Regions from separate parts of the Zea mays genome. Here region 2 is linked to region 1. The links are chromatin contacts, called in public Hi-C maps. All regions are on one chromosome and are shown on one strand. The core of a region is the stretch at or near the end of the contact, and the rest is flanking DNA. Distances in the headings are between cores, read along the strand shown.

What was found. A called contact is a pair of places that touch in the nucleus more often than the background predicts.
Region 2: a contact with region 1 is called in a Hi-C map of ear, with 1.8 times the contacts expected there. The contact joins the enhancer-like site here to the promoter of LOC100382051 in region 1. A contact is called at or near these places in 2 of 25 Hi-C or Micro-C datasets (ear and tassel).

Annotation. Positions count from the first base shown.
Region 1 is chr3:118,394,650-118,400,218 of Zm-B73-REFERENCE-NAM-5.0, reverse strand. LOC100382051 (putative RING zinc finger domain superfamily protein) reads left to right here and starts at 2,957. Exons shown (of 7, transcript NM_001174816.1): 1 at 2,957-3,468; 2 at 4,533-4,632; 3 at 5,567-5,569. The coding sequence starts at 3,159.
Region 2 is chr3:118,845,859-118,851,427 of Zm-B73-REFERENCE-NAM-5.0, reverse strand. No RefSeq gene overlaps it. Among protein-coding and RNA genes, the nearest start is that of LOC103652139, 93 kb to the right of the region's middle. Within about 2 kb of position 2,182, at least 20 of the 20 cell types and tissues checked have an H3K27ac peak or open chromatin away from gene starts, as enhancers often do. A contact at or near this core is called in ear and tassel, where this site is marked.

The DNA of each region.
Region 1 (5,569 bases), core at 1,708-4,207:
GAAACTGTTCATCTATTTATAGGCCTATGACATAACTCAGATGGAATTACAATTGTGCCCTTAATCTCTATACATTCGCTCTAATGCAGGTACTAAGGATAAAGTTGTCCTACTCTTAAATTGGCCTACTGTGAGTCCTTCGAAATTAGTTTGAGCCGAAGCTATGATCATGATGATTGTCGAAGCTTTACATCGTTCTTTGTATCCCTTGCTTCGCTATTTTACTTTCGGTGTTTAGTCCTGCAGTACACTTTACACTTTGTTAGATGAATTAAAACAATTAGTTTGTTCTGAGGACCTTCGACAGAAAGAGACCCCAACAACACCAACAAGAGCTAGCAGCCTAGCATGCCTGCGGTAGACACATGGCTTTAAACGCACCAAGGAACGTAACAGAATGATAATACCGATAAATACCAGTTAAACTGATGTTGACCATATTCTTCGGTAGACTCCTGGCCATCTCTCGGAAAGATCCATCGAGGAGGAGTACCTAGAGGCTGTCCTAGATCAGCAAGACCACCTAGAATATCGTAAAATCATATAGCAAGATGTGACAAACGACAAAAAGTGAAAATGAATAAAAGAGATAATAGTTGTATTTTAAATCGATTGGAAGTTGAATACTCGAACCAACCGTAATCCTCTCATATAAAGAGGGGATGGCCTTGGTACCGGTACTAAATAGCTCAAAAACAAAAACACGTTATCTAACTTTCTCACGTTAAACCCGACTTAGAAACAAATCAAATCGATTTAGAATTTAGACAAATCCGTCCGAGACGATTTTTACTAGTCCTAGCATCACACATTTAGGGATGAAAACGGGACGGATACAGTCGGATACATGGTCATCCCGTATCCTACCCTAATGTATTTCTCTCGGGGATACGGGTAGTTAAGATTCGGAACGGATATAGGATGGGACCGGGTAATAATCCCGCCGGGTAAGAAACGGATAACAGATACTACTCGGGTAGGTACCAGATAATTGTCGGGTAGTTCGTCCCGATGATATTAATTGTCCAACCATCCAACAAATACATAAATTATGCAATACATAATCATGTATATGATAGATCAAATGTAGGAAAGGAAACGATAAAATTGACATCATGCAGTTCAAAGTTACTAATCACGATGACATTGTAGAACCAATACCACAATATTAAAAATTCATAAAATATTCTAGTTTCACTCAAAAATTGCAAATAAGTTATAAAAACTAATAAACATTTTATACGAAGATAACTCAAATCCTCAAATGATAATGATAAAGTAAAATATTGATTATGTTGAAACTTGGATACTTACAGTCATTTCACAAGTAACTCATACAAATAAGTGAAAGTGAAATGGAAGAAACGCGTGCATCTTATAGATCTTAAGATCCAAACATTTTTTTATGGTTATATATGAACATATGTTGTGCCTCCGTAAAATTTCATGATTTTTTGAGGCTATTTATACATCTATTAATTTCTTGTCATAGGAAATCATCAAAATACAATTAAATCCATAAAATAATGTAGCATCGATCGAAAATTGCAAATAAGTTTCCAATACTAATAAATAGTCTCTACAAAGATAACCTTAAGTTCCCACGTGAAGATAACATTAAGTCCCCCATATAAAAATGATAAAGTATATTAATTTGATATAAATTTGGACATTATTCCAATGATTTTGGCCTAAAGATATTTTTAAACAAAAATTTGATATATTACAAAGTTATAGATCTCTTCGAGCTCTACAATTTTCATATAAACTTTATCTTCATCCGATTTCATATGTAAAAGTTATGATTTTATAACTATATTATTATGCAGGAAATGAAAAACGGGTACCCGAATTCCGGGCACCCGTATCCGACCCGACTATCCGGGTATTTATCGGGTAGTTCTCGCTCCGTATCCGACCCGAATCCGAAACTTTAGTATCCGGGTATTACCCGTATTCGTCCCGAATATAAAAATACTCAAATTCGTATAAAAAACAGGTATTTATACTATCCATATCCGGTACCCGATGGGTATACCCGACCCGTTTTTCATCCCTAGACACATTCGGCAATAATTAATCTTGCTAGACCGATTTCACTCTGACCTAGTCAACTTTAGACACCCGATCTAACTGGCTATGAATACTAGCCATAGTAACCTTAGGAGGCCACTTTACAAGGCCATTATTACTAGCAAAGGGGAATCACAACAAATGTCTATAAAAACTCTTAGACCCGGTTTGTTTTGTTGAAATTGAATTTCATTTTAATAATTATAATTTAGACAAAACTAATTAAGTTCATATATTTATATATGTAATATATTTGTATATTATTCTAAATCATACGAGAAATATAGTTATATACTACATTTATATGATAAGTTTGGAAAGTGGTAGAATGTCACATTTTTAAAAAAATAGCCTATTATATTAGTAAGATTCTAATTCCTCAAAATTAAAGGAAACAAATGGGACCTTAGAGTATCTCAAACAAAAAGTTCTACATTTGACTTCTAAAAATTAAAATATAATCTGATTTGAAGTGTTTAGGGCACCGAAACATTTGGAGCTCCAACGGTTCGATAATAGGGTTTAGCATATCAGGTCTTATATTTATGGTACGAGAGAACGAGTCATATTATTATTTGATGATTTTTTTGAAATAGAACTATATTAAAGCATATTTTAGGTGCTAGTCATATATTTCAAAATACAAGTACAACAGAAACAAATTTCATGCACGACTCACAGTAGATCTAAGAAAACAGCACAGCAGCAGGGCATATAGTTCCAAACACGTTGGTTTTATTCGTCACACGAAAAGCGCCGCAAAAGGTAAAGAAAGAAAAAAACAAAAGAAAAAGAAAAGGAATGGCGAAATAACAAAACCACCTCTGCACCTCCATAACTCCATTGCCTTTCGTCCTTCGTCTTCTCGTTCCTCGATAAGCACGTAATAAATAAACAAATTTCATTTTTTTCTCGGTCGTCCTCCTCTGCTTCGACTCTCTTCTCCAACTCCGCCTCGGCGTCGTCGTGCGCTTCGATCTTTCCCATTTCCAACCGGAGGGGAGGCGTCGGCGCAATAATAGGAGGCGCCTTTGTTTCGCCCATCGCCGGCATGGGGAACTAGCTTCGTGGCTGGGCCCCACGCCATGCAAACCAGTGAGACCACCGGGACCGCATCGCCGCCGGCTGTTGAGCCGGAGGCCGAGGACAAGGTGGAAGAGGGGGCGCGGGCGAATGAGGAGGCGGCGGCGAAGGTGGGCGGCGACGACGAGGATGACTGGGAATCGGAGCATGAGGGGAGGAGAGGCAGGCGGCAGCGGTGCCGGCGAGGCGGTGCGGCGGGGGACAGCGCCGTGGCCATGGTGAAGCGGGAGCTGCTCACGCGCTGCTTGACGTGCCCGCTCTGCGACCACCTGCTCCGGCAGGCCACCACCATCTCCGAGTGCCTCCATACATGTGAGCCATTCCTGCTCTGCTTTGCCTGCTCCGCCGCCCCGCCGATCCCGGCGGGCTCGAACGCTTGCATATTTACGATGGTTCCGTGCGTTCTCCGAGGGTTTCCCGCGACGGCGATTGGATTCCACAAGCGTCCGCCTCGTCCTTGGGGTTACTCTGTAGGATTTGGTCGCCCGGGGTCCGGGGACGTGGGTCGTCGCCGTCGGGCGCTGCCGTTTCCGCTGGCCCAGCGACGCTGTACGGCCTTCTCGTCGCCCATGCGTGATTGCGATTCTCGACGTGCGTGCATTCGGGCCGTGCTGTAGTTTTGCCTCTCGAGTCTCGACTCCACGTAAATCTAGTTCGAGCTGACCATGTTTGGTAGCTTCCTTGCTTTTCAGACTGAGCTGCGATTCTGTTTATTCAATCGTGATACAATGTTGCATCAATGCTGGGCTTCAAATGTGTGCATTTTACGTGGACTTTGATTCCTGTGCTGTTCATTGACAATCTTTGCTCCAATCCGTGAAATGCTTTGGCTCCTGTTGACATAATGTTCAGGAGAACGTCATGTAAGCCTCCCGTGCTGTGATTTGAGTTGCTAGTCAGTTTGAGTTCATGGTTAACATTAGTCCCCCTCTGGCCCTCTTGATATTCAGTGCGAGTTCAACTAATGTTGTCCTGTAATCAGTGGAACTGTACACAAAGCTTTTGAGGCCACAATGTGCAATCATAGACCGTAAATATTTGCAAACTATTTGATTACTCTGCATGTGTGAGTGGATTGGTGCAACTGTTCATGTTGTATGTGCTTTTGAAATAGTAGGATAAATATGAATCTCATGTTATATGGTACATGCTAGTACAAATATCGATGTCTTGTTCCTTTGCATGTGTCATTTCACTTCTCATGATATGGATATTTTGCAATAGGAACATCCCTTTTGTTTTCAATTGAAAAGAACTTCTGTGTAGGCAGCAAATTTCTATTCTATGTGAAATGAAGCATTGCGTTGTGCCTTATTCAAATTCTTTATATTATGAAGTTCTCACCTCTATTGTTCTGTGTTCTTTGTATTATGCAGTTTGTAGAAAGTGTATCTATAAAAAGCTCAATGATGAGGATCTGGACCACTGTCCAGTATGTAAAATTGATCTGGGCTGCACTCCAGTCGAGAAGCTTAGGTATTTTTCTCGTGACCCTTCTCTTTATGAAACTGTAGAGTGAGCAATCGGAATTTTAGTTCTATGACAAATGTTTTGCTTTGCTAAATATTCTTTAACTTTTTTACTTCTAAATACATGTTTCAGCACTCCTTGACTTCACAACTAAGTTTCCTTGATTTCATGCTGTTAGCATATATTTCCATTGGATAGCAAGCTGGCAGAACAAAAACATTGGCCACAAAATCATCATATTTGATAGTTGCTCTAAATTGCAGATAGTAATGAACAAAGTTAGACCACGAATCTACAATTCTACAGTTTGAAGTACTCATAACTTTCTTGATAAGCTTGAACATAGCTATATTGTTTTGCATATAATTTAGATTTTAGCTGATCTTCTGGAAATGTTGTACAGTTGAGAATAGTATATGTTTTCTGCTATCGACCATGCTAGCTTATCTCAAGTATAAGATATTTCTGTAGCTTGCTTTCTTGAATCCTCTGAGGTTCATGCCAAAGAAATGCCTAGTGGTACAAAATGTTTCACTCACCATGAAGCTCTCAAATAAGAATTCCTGTGAATCTTCTGCCAGAAACGCATTTGGTGATTGACAGCTGGTGTTCATTCATTCTTATCTATTGTCATTTTGAGCTTTGCTAACACCAAAGCATAGCTACCATTACACTGCTGTGTTTTCTGGGCGTCTTCACATCCATTTGTCTTCAATAAAGTGAAGGTTTCTATTTATGAGACTTCACTGTGTTGTTAGAACAAAGGAATGCTTGTCTTCTGAAACCCAATTGAATGTTTATATTGGCTATTTGACCAAGATAGTTTCCCTTTCTTCATCATGTTGCTCTTCTGATTTAGAGAAAAATTTCAGTGGATGCAAATTTGTTAGCATGTATCTTTTATCCCTCTCATCCTAACTTTTTGATGTATTGATTTCAGAGC
Region 2 (5,569 bases), core at 933-3,432, 450 kb before region 1:
ATCTTTTAGTATAAAATTATGTAATAGTAGTTGTGTCTTTATAACATATGATTTAGATATATAATAACAAGAAGATTTTTCATGTGTGTTAAAACAAGTGGGATATTCCTTTCATTAACTATGTGGGTTAAAATATTAGTGAATAAATAAATACAGTAGAAATAGTTTTATTTTTGTTATCATAAAAACAAGCATCCTAGCATATAGATACTTACAAAATAGTTTTATTTTTGTTCCTAAGATTAGGTCTCATATTCCTAAAGGCCACTTTAGGTACAGGATTTTAAAGTGTGAAATCCACTTGTCTTCAGAAGTGAAAAGGTAAGAATAATCAGAGTGGCACAGCGGAAGCGTGGTGGGCCCATAACCCACAGTCGTAGGATCAAAATCTGTCTCTGATACCACTTCTGTCACACCCAGATTTAGGGGGGTCCAAACCCGGGCGCGATTCACATGTGTGCTAGGATCAAGTCTCACACATATGATAACTCATGGTACAGAAACGAATGTAACATCATTAATATATAACAGAGTTCTGTACAAAATAGTTAAATAAATACATCATACGGAGACAACGATCCAGCAACCCAAAGTTGACTGGAAGATGATGGCCTAAACCTCTCACCTGGGAGACGATGACCTAGACCTCTCACGAACTCATCGCGACATCCTTCATGTTCCTCATCTTGTAGTACCTATCCTTGACCTAGGGGATGTGAGTATAGCAACGGTGAGCTCACATACGTTCATCGCTCAACAAGTTGTGCAGAATTGTAACACCCAAAATTCTACTTTAGAATTTATAACATTAATAACTAAAAATGGCCCAAAATGAATATATTATCTAAATAAAAGACTAACATGAAAGATACTTAGAAACTAAATTATACTTCGATTGGATTATATATACAAGAATTATGAGTTAAACTCTTCTTTTGGGCTAAAATAATTGGAGATATTAATTCCTAGATAGGTTGAGATAAAACTATCTTTTAGTATAAAATTATGTAATAGTAGTTGTGTCTTTATAACATATGATTTAGATATATAATAACAAGAAGATTTTTCATGTGTGTTAAAACAAGTGGGATATTCCTTTCATTAACTACGTGGGTTAAAATATTAGTGAATAAATAAATACAGTAGAAATAAATGAAATATTTCTGCAAAAACATGATGAAACCTTGGTCTGATGCATTTTCGAAATTTGAGGTTTAAACATGAATCAAATTCAGATTCTAAATCAAAAAGGAAAAAGAAAACATAGAAATGATAAAAAAAATAAAAGAAGTCGCTAGGCTGAAAGACCACCTGCTCGGCCCAACATCATCGTGGGCCACTCTGTTTCCCCTCCTTCCACGCGCGCCGTGCCACGGGCAGGTCGACCTCATGGGCAGGCGATCACCGGTCACCTAGGAGCTTTGCGCCTCTGGCGGGTGGGCACGGGTGGCCAGATCCGTCGTCCACCCGGCGCGGCGTCGACGACAACAGTCATCGCGAATCCCGCGGAGGGCGTCGCAACAACCGCACGGACTTCGCCCCCTCCCCCCAGACTATTTAAGCCTAGGTCGCTGACCACTGCATTAAACCCAGAACCACGTGCGTGAACCTCACTGACGAAGAGAAGTTTAGTGAGGGACAAAGTGAAGCTTGCCGCCGCCGTTGATCTTCCCGGGGGAGGGACCATTCTGGCTTTGGCAGCTGGTCAGGAAGCATCGTGAGACCGGGTTGGAACTTGTGTGTGTGCAGTGGTGGGCACATAACCCTTCAGAGCTCGTGAACCGCTCGCTGGAGCTAAGACTTCGCCGCGGATCCGCCTTCTTCGTGGGCAGACGTTCCTAGCGACCTAATCCTCCGGTAAGACGCCACCACTAGCTTCGCCATTCTGGATCCTTTGCATAGCACTGAATTCCGTAGGAGATTGGTACTAGGAGGCCAGGATTGGGTGTGCAGCGGCAATGCTCCACCGTGGGGCGCTCGCTCCGCCGTGGCCTGGGTGATTAGGAAGGGAAAAGCCGCGGGGGTCGTTGATCTCCCGATGAGCGATCCAGATTAGATCACAGGAAAACGCTTTAGTGTATTCAATCGTGGCCATCGATCGCTGATCTAAGGGCTTCGGTTATATAATGGTGTGGGTCGCTGTGGTCCGTTGATCATAGATCGGGTGGCTATCACTAGATATCGGTTCGAGTTATGGTATATCTTATCCAAGCCGCAGATTGATGGATGGACGACTTAGATCGCAAGATACCCCTTCGCCATAGCCTTTTTCCTTAAGAGCCCCTCATTTATATAATAATCAACCCACCGTCCATGTTAGGTCAGAATGAATAACAAATAAGTCACTGGAATTTGCAGAATGAACCCGGTTTCCTGGGTTTTGTGTCCGCAGCCCAGGATTAAATAAGTTAAATATGGAAATTGGTTTTAGTATAAAAATAATTCCAGAAATTTGTTTAATTCATATTTAATTTATTTTAACTCCTTTTTAATCCATTCCAGTTGCATTAAATTCATAATAATATTGTTTATCCCCTAGTAACTTTATTTTGTTATGAAACATAAATTAAAATTATGCACTTAATTTCTTTTGTACCCAACACTTAAATCTTCAGAAAATCATAACTTTATAACAGTAACTCCGTATTTAGTGGTTCTCGAACCTGGGATCTCGTTATGATGCGTAGAACATTATAAGGTAGCTTGTGCTTATGGTTGGTGTGATGTTAGTTTTTTCTATACCATGTTTGTTTGTATTGCTACGAATAGCAGCGAGGTTATGAGTCACTTGAAGACCAAGTTGGTACCTGGGAATCTCGAGTCTAAGGCAAGTTGTGCCCTTGATCACTCTTCTTTACCTAATAATGTTCATGTTAATCACTATGACATGCTCAGATTAATTTGATGTGACCTAATAGGTATCCCTAGCATTGTTTATCCCACACCTTGGATACAAAAGAACTATTGGGGAGTTTTGCTATCGCTCTACCTAGTTTTGAGAAATTAATGTTACACCTTGGATAAGATACTTATGGTATGGGACGCCCTTGGCTGACTAATTAGGAAAGCTAGTGGAGGACTACCTTACTCAAAAGGGGCAAGGGCGGTAGAGGAGTTGTGTATAGAGAGGTTCTTTGGTTGATCATGCTGCGATGGCTTTTCGGATGAGGGATTCCAATATTGCCCTTCTCAGAAATCGTAGTGGGTTTTCTGAAGCTAGTGGAACTTTGTAAAGGCCTCATAGTGGATCCCTAGCCATTCACCTCGGAAGTGTCTAAGGGCCTTGCAAACCCTGGCTAGATGGGATACACAATTTGTGGGTAAAGATGTGCAACCTTTGCAAAGTGTAAAACTGGTATATTAGTTGTGCTCACGGTCATGAGCAGCTCGGACCCTCACATGATTAACCTATGGAACTAAACTCAATTTGTCATATGCATTGCATTATGGGTGTACTATTAATTTTGATCTCTTATTTGTTTGGGATAGTATCTACTTTTACTTAGTAAGTGCTAATAAAATTTTGTCCAACTCTAAAAGCAATGCTCAGCTTTAACCATCTCCTTTGGTAAGCTTTACACTTCACATGAGCTCCCACTTTTGGTGAGTTCATGCACATTATTCCCCACAACTTGTTGAGCAATGAATGTATGTGAGCTCATCCTTGCTGTACTCACATCCCCCAGGTCAAGAACAGGTACCACATGATGAGGCGCATGAAGGATCGTGTGATGAGTTCATGAGTGGTCTAGGCCGTCGTCTCCCTATCAACTATGGTTGCTGATCGTTGTCTTCGTATGATGTAACTATTTAACTATTTTGTACAGAACTTCGTTACATATAAATGATGTGACATTCGTTTCTGTACCATGAGTCATCATATGTGTGAGACTTGGTCCTAGCACACTTGGTGATGTTCGCGCCCGGGTTCGATGCCCCTGAAACCCGGGTGTGACAGAAGTGGTATCAGAGGAATGTTGACTGTAGGACGAAACCTAGATAGAACTTGATAACCCATAACTACTTACCTTTAATACTCTGATTCTTTCTAAACTTTCCTCAAATCTTTTCTCATCTATTGCCGCTTTACTCTGATTACTCTTACCTTTTCACTTCTAAAGACAAAAGTGGATTTCACACATTGAAATCCTAGACCTAAAGTGACCTTTAGAAATTGGAGACCTAATCTTAGGAACAAAAACAAAACTATTTTTGTAGGTATATATACGCTTGGATGCTTGTTCTTATGATAACTGTTTGATTTGGTTCTTTGATTGAGTGTGATGAGTTGTGGAGTAATGTCCACAATTACATCTAGGCAAAAAATGTTTATAAAATAAGTAGACAACCTAGATTATCCCCCATTAAAATGTATCTAGTAGCAGATTCATCTCATCTTAACAAATTCTATCTTATCCTTGGAAATTCATCTTAAAAGCATAGTTGTCCCGACAAAGACAAAAAACAACATATCAAAGCTCGGCCCAAGAACCCTCAGCTTATGACCAGCTATTAGGCTATCTGTTCTGCCTACTAAATTATTCACCTTTCAAAACTATCTTACCATATGTCTCTAACCCAGATGGTTAATATCATGAGGGGAGGAAGTGTTGATCTACCCGCACAAATTCGCCAAAGAAGGGCTGTAGCTAATCCGGATCTAGAAATGAATCCTCCTCCGAATCCCCCGCCCGTTGATGACGTGACTGCTGCTCAAATGCGATTACTACAACAAATGGCTAACATGATGATAGAAATGCAAGCCCAGATCCGTCAAAAATGATAGGAAATGTAGCAAGAACGCCAAGAAATGCGCCAAGAACGATAGGAACGACATCAACTACCACCTCCACCACCACCAGCTCCGCCCAGGGATAAGCACTGGGAGTTTATGAGTCACAAGCCACCTACATTCTCGAACTCCTCCGACCCACTACAGGTTGACGACTGGTTAAAGTCTATAGAAAAGATGCTCAATATAGCTTAGTGCACCGACAAGGAGAAAGTGCTATATGCATCGGGTTGCCTTACTAGCCTCGCTGCAGATTGGTGGGATGCATATTGCGTTGCACATGCCGCTGCTCACACCATTACCTGGGCAGAATTCTCCACTCACTTTAGGAATTACCATATTCCTGTTGGCCTTTGAAGATTAATAAGAAGGAGTTTCTATCCCTCAAACAAGGAGGTATGTCAGTAAGTGAATACAGAGACAAATTCATCTAGCTATCCCGATATGCTCCTGGGGAAGTTGATGATGACGAGAAAAAGCAGGAGCTATTTCTAGAAGGCTTGATTGGCCCACTACAATACCAACTGATGTTGCACACATTCCCGTCCTTCCAGAGACTGTTAGACAAAGCTATCGCTCTGGAGCACAAGAGGGTTGATCTTGCAGAAAAGAGGAAGGCTACTAACCAAGGACATGCTGGAAGTAGTAACCGTCCCCATTATACTGCACCTCAAGGCACACCAGCTCGTGGCAGTTCCAGGCAACACACTCAATAGACCCAATCTGCTCCTCCTCAAGTGAACACCCTGGCAGGACCTGTTGCTCCAAATACATCCA